Regions from separate parts of the Mus musculus genome. Here region 1 is linked to region 2. A link is a contact called in public HiChIP or PLAC-seq data. All regions are on one chromosome and are shown on one strand. The core of a region is the stretch at or near the end of the contact, and the rest is flanking DNA. Distances in the headings are between cores, read along the strand shown.

What was found. HiChIP or PLAC-seq counts read pairs in DNA pulled down with a chosen protein or histone mark.
Region 1: an H3K27ac HiChIP or PLAC-seq map of the NIH/3T3 cell line shows a contact between it and region 2, with 5 times the contacts expected there. The contact joins the enhancer-like site here to the promoter of BC052040 in region 2. A contact is called at or near these places in 5 of 115 datasets of contacts at active chromatin or transcription factors (the NIH/3T3 cell line, embryonic stem cells and pancreatic cancer cells) and 1 of 9 other capture datasets (pancreatic islet).

Annotation. Positions count from the first base shown.
Region 1 is chr2:115,778,036-115,784,656 of GRCm38.p6, reverse strand. It overlaps BC052040 (cDNA sequence BC052040), which reads right to left. Exons shown (of 11, transcript NM_207264.4): 11 at 5,889-6,621. Among named protein-coding and RNA genes, the nearest start is that of Gm52524, 4.4 kb to the right of the region's middle. Within about 2 kb of position 3,931, at least 73 of the 459 cell types and tissues checked have an H3K27ac peak or open chromatin away from gene starts, as enhancers often do. A contact at or near this core is called in the NIH/3T3 cell line and pancreatic cancer cells, where this site is marked.
Region 2 is chr2:115,577,786-115,584,038 of GRCm38.p6, reverse strand. It overlaps BC052040 (cDNA sequence BC052040), which reads right to left and starts at 2,323. Exons shown (of 11, transcript NM_207264.4): 1 at 2,054-2,323. The coding sequence starts at 2,154.

The DNA.
Region 1 (6,621 bases), core at 2,682-5,181, 200 kb before region 2:
GCCCCTTTTAGTTTGCTTTTCCACTGCTGTGATAAACACCATGTCCAAAAGCACCTTGCAGGGCGGAAAGGGTTTTATTTCAGTTTAGAATTCCGGTCACTGTCCATCACAGAGAAGCCAGGGCAGAAACTCCAGCAGGAGCCAAGCAGAAGCCATGGAGGAAGCGTGCTTACTGGCTCATGCAAGGCCGGCTCTTTTGCTTGTTTGTTTGATTTTAGACATGGTTTCTCTGTGTAATAACTCTGGATGTTCTGGACTCCCTTTGTAGACCAGGCTGGCTTCGAACTCACAGAAATCTGCTTGCCTCAGCTCCCAAATGCTGGGATTAAAGGCATGCGCCACCATGCTCAGCTCAGCTACCTTTTTTATACAGTATATGCAGTCTCATTGGCCTAGGGATGGTGCCACTCACCATGTCTGTGAGTTCGAGGTTAGTATGGTCTACATATGGAGAGTCTGCCTCAAAATGTAAAACAGAACAACAACCACAACAAAATTTCTAGCCACCCAATCAGTCAACCACCAACCCACAGAGAAATAAATTCCCCAAACTAGAAAGTGTAGAACTATCTAATCTAAGAGTCTTCAAACTGCAGATCTCTAAGAACTAAAATGATAGATGCCGTTTTTAACCAACACTATCATACAATTTATGGGTATCTATTTTACTGCTATTGCTACTATTTTTTTGTGTACTTCCATATTTTAAAATGACAGTTTGATTAATACATTTGGTTTATTAAATTTTTATCAAAGATTTATTTTTATTAAGTGTGCATGTGTGTGCATGTGTGTGTGCAGGCAATTGAATGTGAGTGCAAGTGCCCTCAGAAGTCAGAGGCCCCTCCGTCTTTGACACTGGAGTTGTGAGGTGCTAAATTGAGTGCTAGGACCTGACCTTGGGTCCTCTGCAAGGGTAGAGCTCTTATCACAGAGCCATCTCCAGACCCAATTATGTGAACTTCATTCACATAATTTAGTTATAAACAGCTTACTTGATGTTATAGTACTGTGGGAAAATGTCACTGCTGGTTTTAGTACTTAGGCCAAGGAATTCTATACCATTTGCTTAGAATGCTTTTGTACTTGACATGAGTGCCCACATATTACCTACACTGAGGACGAAAGCCTGTGTCCAGAGCCGAGCTGAACCTGACCTTGGAGCCTATCCTAATAGCAGCAATTCCAGTACCATAGGCAAGTACAAAATTATTTGCTGAACAGAGAGTTTGGCTAAAATACTTTATTGAAATCTCTACACATCTCCTTCTCTTCCTGTAATGATTGCCTCTTCTGCAAATTTCGGGACTTCTGTTGTTTCCATTTTGATGAGTAACTATTTTTTTTCTAAGTTTCTTTTTATTTATTTTTTATTTACATATTTTCATTACCCTAAAAAAGTTCCCCAATACTTCTAAGACTTTTAAATACACACTGGAGATCTGATAAGTATTTGTGTCTTAAATAGCCTTAGTGCTAGAAATACATCAGGAATATTGACTATCACAGATGGACAGGTCTCATGGGTACCTGTATGATGGGGCAGTTCTCTCTAGATGTTTATGGAAACTATGGAAAACTGGTGGTACATGTTTCCAACTTGAGGAAACAGAATGCCTTTGGTTTTCAAATGATGAGACACTTGAATTAGTGACTAATAAGGATGCACCCACTGAGGAGTGTGGACATCTTCTCTTTAAAGGTCAGATCCCATAGGCTAAGGATGAGAGATGCTTTCTCTAAAACCAGCCAGCCACTTTCATGGCCAGGAAGCATTTGGACATGAACTAGATATTATAAGAAGGAGCAACAAAAAGTGTCAGTTTTAGGGAGTTTGATGACACCCCAAATAGTACCAGTTATAGGGAGTCTGACAACACCCCAAATAGTTCCAATTCTCTGTATTAAATACTTGGATTTGGGGCCTAATTGGATGTTAAGGGTAATTATGTTAATAATAGAATTTAAAACATAAAGGTAAGTCTATCTTTAAAAGAAAAATATGATTTCTAATACTGTTAACAGCTCAGTGGATAAAATTAGTAGTGAATTCCCCTTAAAAGTAGTGTGTCTCAAAAAATATTCTTCATAAATTTGCTTTGAAAATTTGAGATGTTTCTAAAGTAATTTATTCTTTAATATCAACATACATGTTGCTTTTTTAATTCCAGTGACTATTTAAATTTTTTTAGGTGAAAAAGAGAAATGGCTCCAACTATTTGTGTAGTGAAAGTGAGAACATGTTCAACATAGATTTAGCAATCATGTCTTCATACAACACTTCGTGATCAGCTGCTTCACACCAGGGGGTTTCATAAGTTCCGGAGCAGAGAGAAGTCAACAAAATAGATATGGTTTCTCCCTCCCCGCCCCCCCCCCCCCCATGAAGATAATAATTTAACTGGAAATTTACATTAAACAAACACAAAGTAATGTGGCCAGGAAGATATTTAGTAAGAACACAAATTGCATTTGTTTTTCAGTTTACTCAAAAAAGAACTTTGGTTTCCTATAAAGAGGTAGTTTTGCCTGGATTTTGATTCTTTCCAAAATAGTTTCAAAAAAAAAAAAAAAAGAAAGAAAAAAAGAAAAAAAGAAAACAGAAAGTCTACACAGACATACTAGGTTATTTCTGAATGAATGAATTTTCTTTGAATGAATGAATTTTCTTTGGATGTGAAAAAGGATCAGTTTAAGTAATTCTAGAAATCTCTTTAAACAGCAGCAGCTTCCAGGAGAATTCATAGCCATTTTAGGTTAATGGTCACTGCTTTCATGTTTGGCCCTCAATTAAACACTAAACTTCTACTGTTATTACGCTATTGATGTGGTTATATTTCATGGTGGCATTTCAAAATGACCTTCTTTTAAGAGTGAAGATGGTCTGACCACGTAGTGTAGGGTGGTCAGTTGCACTTGACATGGCTACCCTGGTCTACCTTCAGTGCACGAATGGTTGAGCTGCGGACTCTCTCCACTTTGCTCCCGAGAGCCTAGTTCTCTTCATCCTCCTCTATGGCATGAGACAGCTCAGAAGTTCGAGAGGGAAAAGGAATGAAAAAGAAACACATCTGTTGCCTTATTGAAATACCAAACTAAGCCCTGTTATATCATCTTGAGTGTAGGGAGTAAATCCGGTTTAGCAAATACCTTGTGGACATAAGTGTGGGCAAGTTATGCTCAAGGGAAAAAAAAAAACCTGTTATATGTATCTTTTCTTTCTAAGTGACTCTAAATGCTTAGTGGTTGTAGGTAACTAGATTGAACCCTGCCATCTTTGTCCTCACACCGGAAGCACCCAGCACAAGTTGTACTCACCTAATCAATGATTTGTGTTTTTTATAAAGTAGGCATGGCACCCAGCTTGAACTCTGTTACACTCACTGAAATGAGTCAAGGCATCACGTGAAAACTTCCTGTCCCCCATGTATTGTAGAAAAGTTTTTTAAAAGGCTTTTTGGAATGACTTTGATCAAGCTTTGAAATCATTTTCGTGGATCACTATTGTATGAAAACTGTAATTTATGGTGCCTGACCTGAGCAGTTCTTTGTCTCACACCCATATTCAAAACAATAGCAGGAAAGCACAAAACTCGAGGGGAACCCTGGCTCTTCTGGTTATTATTTAATTCATAATCCCATCTTTCCTTATTTAACCTTTAGAGCCACGCATTTTCTTTATAAAATAGCTTGAGATTGGGTTCCTCCAGAAAGGAAGGGCAGTGAGATGTTAGATAGGCCCAACCATGTCACTCATGACCCCTCCTTACGAGTGACTCAGGTTGAGATAGGCAACTTGCGCTTTGGTGACACTGCAGGCACATTTCCATTGTTTGCCTGGTAAGTTCCCTCTCGGTTTGTTCTTTAACCCTAGTCAAGAATGTGCCCACAGGGAGGGCGTCTCCTCCCATCCTTGTCATCAAATACTTATTCTATGAAGCAGTCTCCTCTCAGTCATGGGTAATGGCCAGCTGCTCTCAAAATAATCCAGCAGAGTGACTCACTAAGCCAGACAGAAAGTTTACTGTTTTAATTCATAACTCTGATCAGCTGAACACAATCACATGAGCTGAAAGACTCTATAAAACCTTCCAGGTCTTGGCTTCTTTTGTGTGTGTGTGTGTTTCCCCCCTGAGACAGAGGCTCATACTGTAGCTTTGGCTGGCCTAGAAACTTCTATGTAAACCAGACTGTCCCTGCTTCTTGAGGGTAGGGATGACGTTTGCTACCGTGTCCAGCTTTGTTGCCTCCTTTTGCCAAGACATTTACCTAAGGCATGAATCTTGTATGAAATATTTTTAAGTTAAGCACACAGGACGATCCTATAGGCACGGGTGACATGCACTCTGGTGTTGTGGCTGGTGAAGTGCATGAGTTTTGCTTTTACTTGAAGAGATTAGTCAGTTGTGACCTCCCAAGGGTCTAGAGAAGATGTATCTTGCTTCTGGGATCATGGTCTACAAAGAAACAATGAAGAGGAAGGCATAGCCACATGGAAGGAAATTTGAGGTGAATCAAAGGGAAGATGACCAGGAAGAAGCAGGAAGAGAACAAACACACATCGTTCTTTAGATTTCATTTAATTGAAACTCCAGGTCTGAAACAGGCTCAAAGGAGCAAAGACCAGGTATCTTGGTTCCAGTGTAGAAAGTAAACAATAGGCGCAGGTCCCAGGGAGAGTCAGTGAGCTAACTGTTCACTTGGGTGCTGGGTGTTAATTAGCATCGCCAGCCAGGGGACTATTTAGACTACCTCATCAGGACTCTACGCAGCGTCCTCCCTGGTGACTCTCAGGAGTTAATGCAATCCCCAAAGACCAATAATTCATCATTTTTTTTTTTCAGAGTGGTGTTAAGCCTTGCATGGGGTGATGAGGGCTTATACTTAAAATGAATACTTCTGTTAAGAGGTGAACTTCAGAACTCTGAACTTTCTCATGTGTAAAAAAGGTTGACACACACCTTACTGGAAGGTAAAAGAAAAGATTGCCAATTGTTTATGTTTTTTTAAGGAAGGGGAGAGACTGACAGAGAGGAGTCGCACAGTCACCATGAACATCAGGTGGATCAGATGGACGTGTTTGGAGTCCATCCGTCTCCACTCTGCAAAGGGGTCTGGTGTGTCTGAGGGTACAGGTGTGTGGCAAGTCTCTGTGACAGAGGGAACACTCTTTAGAGTTATGTTCCACTCATATTCCTGCATCCTGACTTGGTGCACTCATCATCACAGTGTGCAAAATGGTCCATAAAGATATTAAAGAATTTGGCTTTAATATTAATGCTCTAATGATGACACACACAAAAGTAAGCTATCGCAGGACTGCTATCCAGGGCTGATGCTTGGATTGCCTATACTACAAAAATAAGCAGGCAAGCAATGTAGAGAGATATTGCGCAGGTATTTTTAAGACATTTATTCTGTGTTTTGCCTGCATGTATGTATGTGTAGTATGTACATGCGTGGTGGCCATGGAGGACACGGATCCCCTGGAGCTGAGATTTGGGTGCTGGGATTTGAACCTGGATCCTCTGCAAAAGCACTATGCTCTTAAATGCTGAAAGACCTCTCCAGGGCCCAGAGAAGGATTTTTTTTTTTTTTTCAGAGAAGGATTTTTAAGACAGAAGAAAAGTCCGAGGTTTTAAGCTTTCCATCTGGGAGTGTCACTCCTTCTCCAGATGTCTTGAATGAAACACAGTTGACACAGGGATCCCACTGGTCTTTTGAGTCCCCCACAATGTTACCACAGTACTTACTGTTGGTTCCTTTCTTGTTTTGAAGGGTGAAACTGTGAAGCCCCACTCATAAATACTAGGTGGTGTCTCTGGTGGGGCTCAGCAGAACCTTCCCACAACACATTATGTCAGGGCTCCAGGTAGAAGGGTAAATGGCAAACGAAAGCACCTTTTATTAGTGAACGGTCATCATAAATTAGGCTAATGTTGGAACAAGCAAATCTCTGACAAGGGTTTAGCAAGACTGCCAACATCTGTGCAGGTGCATGTAATTTACTGCTCCCCCCGTGCCCCCAAACCAAACCCAAACAAACCAAACTGGTAACTTAGGGCATGCCATGAAACCAGATTTTAATGTTTTTCTTTAAACTGTGTATACAGGCAATGTAGTAGCGGTCTTCAATCATCTATTTCATACGCCAAACCTGCACGCTGTATTCTAGGTGGAAACAGGCGTTTGCCTGACACTGCCTTACCCATAACCCTACCTTCTCTCCCGTGATTTCCTGTACTCTCTCAGGAGAGCTGAAAATCCTGTCTTGGACCTGCCACCCTTGTGACCCTTGGGAGGAAGGCAACAGACCAAGTTTCTCACTAACCAGGTACAAAAGGATCCAACCAACGTATGAGTTACGGTGTTTGTTTCTAAAATCTATTCAACATTATAAAAGCTACATTTTATAAGCATGGGGGCAAATTTTTTCTACAAAATACATTTTTTGGGGAGATGCAGATTAGTTTTTAATTTCCCAAAAGATAGGTTTATAATTATTTTATTGATGTTTTGCTTCTGACCGAAGCCTGGTCTGCAGTATATAAAACTAAAGAAATGAAAGCGAATAAATGCAAAATCTCTTTTATATTGCTTATTTAAAAATCACTCAAGAA
Region 2 (6,253 bases), core at 1,074-3,573:
GGGTGGAGGTGGAGAATCTCTAGGAAGTCCAAGAGACATGGAATGGGGGAGGCTCCCAGAAGACAAAGCATGTGACCTTGACCAAAATGCTAAACAGAGGAGACAAGGAACCTGAAGAGGTTCCCTCCTACAGGATCCAAATTCAGGCCCCTCATGCTTGCATAGCAAGCACTTTCCTCAGTGAGCCATTTTTCCAGTCCCTCCTCTTATCCTTTTATCAGCAATATATGACAACTAGTTAAATATAAAAATAGATGCAGCTTCTTGTAGTTAAGGCAGATCTTAAAGAGATTTGCAAAAGTATACAGCCGTATCTCAACCATTTTTGGAATTATGACTATTATAGATAAAATGTCAACAAGCAATATACTTACTATTATTCAAAACAAATTTAGTAGTATTTTATTTAATTTCTCAGCTTTAATTTAAATTTTAGAAAACACTCTAGGATATAACTATACATATAACTATACATACGAACACACACACACACACACACACACACACACACACACATATATATATATATATATATATATATATATATATATATTTTAATGGTGGGGCTGGTAAAATAGTTTCGTAGATCAAATCACTTGCCAAAAAGCCTAACTACATGAGTTCCACTGCCAGACCCATTTGATGGAAGGAAAGAAACAACTCCAAATTTTCTTCTGACCTCCACACATACCTTGACACATATGGATCCAAATACATACATATGTTCTTTTGAAAATAGTAATATGTGTCCATAATGATAGCAATGTATCAAAAAAGCTCCAAAACTCCCTAGCAATGTATACACATATAAAACATTCCATATACTATATAACATACATGTGATAATATACCTACATCTTATACCTTTTCCCCCTGGATGGTCAGTCACCACTCATTTTAGAAAGGATGCAAAAAAAACTAGTGATAATAATTAAATTCCAACTTGTCAACTCTGCTCTTGAACAGGAACTATGATAAATCCCCTAGCTACAAAGTCCTTAAGTATGGACAATATTGGAAGGAGAGCCTTTCTCTTTAGAGTCTAGGAAAATTAGTCTACCAAATATGAGGTCATGAAAGATATGCTTCAATTTGTATTGATACCTACTATCCAATAACTTGTCTTTCTCAATGAAATCTCTCTGGTGATGCATGGTCAAAGGCTATGTGTTATTGATAGGAAAGCTCTCCATTAGGAGTAACTATGCTCAATGTCATAATATGTTTTGAATAAAAAAATATACAAAATGTTCTGTATTATTTAACATATTAATTATGATGACCTAGTTGTTTTGAACAGGTATTCAAGTAATGAGTGGGTCTCAGTTTTTACATCTTATAAATGGAAAAAAATCTATGTTATATAATCTCTAAGAAACCTTTCCTAGCAGGTGGGAAAATCCTAAAATCCCACAACAAAGTGAAAAGTATGAAACCCATGGGGAATACGTATGCACACAATGAGAAACCTTCAGACCTTGAGATCCAAATGACCAGACTCAAGAGTGTGACCCCCTAATGTTCTCAACTCTATAAAGAATCTTTTCATTGCACAGCCAACAAGACAAGGCCCCCTTTGGGCCTGGGCCCTCTTGCTACCAGTGGCAATCCGAAAGGGTCCTGTTCACTCTAGATCTACCATCTCTAGGTGTCTGTGTCAAGTTGGCAGCACCCCAGTGCGATGAACCGCCAATTCACGTTTTTTTACGTTGCAAAGATCCCATTACCAATTATTTACTGCTAGTATCTGTGGATTAACCACTGGTCATCTATGAAGCACCTACTTAATATGTGTACACTCTCATACCCGCAATATGTATCAAGTAAAGATCTGCTGAGTTGGATTCAACTCCCAAGGCCTGGAGTGACTTCAGGAGCCTCAGCCATTAAATGTTTTGTATGGTAGGCAGGTGGAGGGAAGAGAGCATTCTCATGATCTTCGACCTAACTCTGTTCCTCCCATTTGTGTGTGACACGTGGCTTCTATGACTGCCAGGGTGGCGGGAACTGGGGTGCAGGTAAAATGCTGTGAGAATTGGAGATGGGGACTTACCTGGGGAACCTCTGCTTCAGCTTCCTCAGGCTCTGCCTAGTGGGCGGTACAGACACTAGGCACTGGGCTATCTCCTCGTACTGGGCTTTGGTTAGTATCATATTGGGCCCAAGGAAAAATCACCCTTGGGCTCGTGCGGGCTTGGTGCCTAGAACCTAGGGAAGGGCAGAGCGCGGTACGACCCTGGGCCCTCCACTTATTTAGCTATCCCTTATGCCCCCAAAGCACACCCCCCTAGCTGCACCGCGGGGCGGAGACACGCAGCGTCCCAGGCTTCACCTCCGCGGGAGAGGCGGGCTGTAGAACTATTTGCGCCAGCAGAGTGTACTGAGCAGCCGCAGTAAGCCGGGCCGAAGGCAACTAGCCGCCATCTTGGGTAAGGGCAAAGCAACCAGGAAGTGGCGGCTGCGTACCGAATTCTTTTTGCGTCTTTAGGGGCAGGTGTCCCCAGCAACACCTCCCTGAGATCGGAACCCAGACGCTCATTGAAGACACTCTGCCAGCTGCGAGAAACACAGACGGCCCGTTTCGGGTCACAGGGATGCTTTTCCAGCCTGGAGTTGGAAACCCGGAAGTGCTCTGGTGGAGCGCGGGATTTGAATGTGTTTTTTTCCGACACGCCCAGTTCTGCCGCTCTGAGCAGATGGCCTGCAAAGGAGCAAGGTGAGCGGAAGCTAAGCAGCGAACAGGATCTCTGCAAACCAGCGGTTTCGCCTGTGCTGGGAAAGTTCTTCAGCCTCTCCCGTGGAAGGCAATGCTGGTTTTGTTGAGAACTTAAATTCTGCATTAAATTCTCTGGTGGAAAGCAATGCTGGTTTTGTTGAGAACTTAAATTCTGCATCTTAAAACAACTGGCAGTAGAATGTCAATTCCACTCTCGCATACATAAAGAAGTAAATTCCTGGCCCCCACAATAGTGAGTGCCCAATAATGTGTAGAAATACGAACTTCTGAGTTAATATATTAGAGCATCTATATATTTGGTTTGGTTTGGTTTGGTTTTTTGAAACCTTTGTTTCTAAGGTGGGCGTATGATATGTGTTCTCTCCCATTTTGAGCAAAAGGAAGAAAATCTGCTTAGGTTTTAGCACGTTTAAACGGTTTACTGCTTTCATTTGGTGTAAAGTGTAAGTTGGAAGGTTGGCCTAGATAAGACCCCATTGGTAAATTCTTTAGTTCATCAAAGCCTCAATTACTTTACCTATAAAAATTTGTAATTCATGAGGCAGGTTTTAAGACTAAATAAGGTAGTATAGAGCCAAGTTATGGAGTCACCGTAGTTGTCAGTCAACAGATGAAAGAATAAACAAAATGTGGTTTAGAAACACAGTTTTAAAGATTAAAATAATGACTACATCTGGAAAAAGGACTCAAACCAATATCTTTTGCTTCCTCTCCCTTGTGGCTCTTCAGTTTTACATAGATCACAAGTACACACACATTTACATACATACACATATGTACAAGAAAGAACGCAGAGAAATACTGAGAAAGCAATAAGACTGGGGGAGTGTGTGGACATAAAAATGAAAGAATTTATATTTGTGAAATCAGCACTATGTCCAATGACCATCTGTCAATAAAAACAATAAGATAGTACAAGAGACATTTATTTAGCATAGCATTCAACAGACATTATTTACGTAACTTAGGTTATAAAGACTAAGTTCCTTAAGTAAACTAGGTAGGATGTTTACTAGATAGTGTTTTGTTGGTATTCTTGTAAGGACTCCCTTAATCCCAGTAACTTCCCCTGGCGCAGGTTCTATCCCCATTATTGCTCCGTCCTTCCTTTGTTCAGAGTGAACAAAGGCATAAAAGGTCAAGGAACTTCCCGGAGGTCATGAGAACAAGTCAATAGCCAGAGTGGGATTTAAGTGAAAATTGGTACGCTGTGTTGCTGCCTCTCAACAATGCGTAATCACTTCATCTCCTAGTCACTCTCCTAAACCCAAAGGGTCCATTTTTCTGTTTTTTTTTTTTTAAAGTAAATACTCTAATTAAAAAAAAAAAAATCACATACAAGGGGCTCTTTTTCCCCCTCTAGTTTTCACTATATTTTCTTGACAGTTTCCAAAGTTCAGGACCAACAGCGGTCCCTGAATTGAGCAAGCGCTGCGAGTTTCTAGATCTTTACCTCAGAAAGTTTCCTTCCCATATGCTTTACATCTAGATCTGGTTGTGTGACATTAGCGCATAACCGTTATTTATGGCAGCGGAGCCTGGAGTTGCCACCTGGTTAGTTTGTTGCTGACCCTGCCGTGACTTGTGCAGGAAAGCTGACTGACGAGAAGCAGACAGCACTTGGCTCCCAATCCCTCTCCCCTTCACAGCTTCGCTCCTTCCAGTTCACAGCCATCGGGGATTTTATAGAAAACATCAGTTCAAGGATGTTTGCGCTAGTTGTTTTTATAGCAACCCTCTTCTCCCTGGCTTTTGTCCTGCCCTCGCCCTCACAACCCTTACGGAAATGGCCAGGTTTCTTTTCTTGTTTTTATTTTGAACATGCTGGCAGCCTACTATTTTAACTCAAATCTGGTCGTTGTTTACAAAGTTAGTACTGGGAGAAGCAGAGTGTTCTGTGCTGCTTTCATCTGCAGTGACGTATTAGGTACAAAATAAGAGCTGGGCGGAGCTCTTCTGCTGTGACTTAATTGGTTTTTTTCCCCTCCTAACAGAAATGCTTGCACTTGGCTGAGCATGTACTTGAGGCCCCCTTTTTTTCTTCCTGCTCCTGCCCGCTTTGCGCTCATCCCTCATCACCCCCTTCCTGGATGGTTGAATGTTGAACATTTTAAAAGAGGGGTGCAGTGTGGATGTGAGGCATGTGCTCCTTTCAGTAAAGGCACTGATACAAAGGGTTAAAATTAAGAATGAGCAGAGTTAGGCGGCTGGGGAAATTATTCCCACTGTAGCAGAGTTCTAAGCAGAGTAAGGAGTTCGTGGCCTTGGAAAGACTCAGCCATATTTTCAAATAACCTACCAAATCGAGCGCAAGTTTTTAAAACCATGATCACACTACTTTTATTATATTGAAAACTCTGATGCTCTTCATAGGGCTTCTGTCAACATTTACACTGACCATTTTAAAGTAAATGAAGTCTACTAACTGAACATGTGGAAAGAAGAATGCTAATTTTTTGAGAGTCTGTTATGGGCAATTATCATTCCACTGATACCTTATGTTACTGAATCTCGGCAGTTACACTGTCCAGTAAAGCTACTGGTTTATATATTGGAAACTGAAGTCAAATAATAATGATGATGATGATGGTGGTGGTGATGCTGCTGCTGATGGGTCGGGTTGGAAAGATGGCTTATCAGTTAAGAGCACTTGCTGCTCTTGCAGAAGACCCAGGTTTGGTTAGTAGCACTTGCATGATATCTCACAACCATTCATCACTCTAGTTCCAAGAATCCAATGTCATCTTCTGACCTCCATGAGCACCAAGCAGACATATGATCCATATACATACATGTGAGCAGAACACTTATACACATAAAATAAACCTAAAAAACAATTAAGGTCTGCTTACCTGGAATGTTTCGTTACTAAATTGTAAAACGGTGGTTTGAACACAAGCTGATCTGATTATGAGATATTATGTCATCTCTCTTTTGAACCAAAGCTTAAATCACCTTTCAGCAAGTAGTCATTTTATTCTAATCTCAAAACAATAATAAAAAAAATCTTCTGATTATCAGTGAAGATGAAACACCTGCTGTGGAGAGGGGAGGCAACTACTCAACTCAATAACTGAAGAAAAAAGGCCGGGCAGTGGGGGCACACGCCTTTAATCCCAGCTCTTGGGAGGCAGAGGCAGGCAAATTTCTGAGTTCAAGGCCAGCCTGGTCTACAGAGTGAGTTCCAGGACAGCCGGGGCTACACAGAGAAACCCCGCCTCGAAAGAAACCAAAAGAAAAAAGAAAAGAAAATGAAGAAAAAGTGGGAAAGAAAATATACAGAAAGACAAACCAACTGTAAACAGATAGGGATGAGTGTGTGTCTGTATGAAGTCAGTCGGGGGAAGGTCTGTAATCAGTGGTCTAAGACCAGAGGAATGTCCACGGGACTTTCACCAAGATCCACTACACACCGAAACTGCCACATCTTCCTGCAGTTCAGTGTGGCACCTCTTTGGGTCTTTGTTGTCAAAAAAAAACAAAAAAAACAAAAACAAAAAAAAAACCCACTTAGCA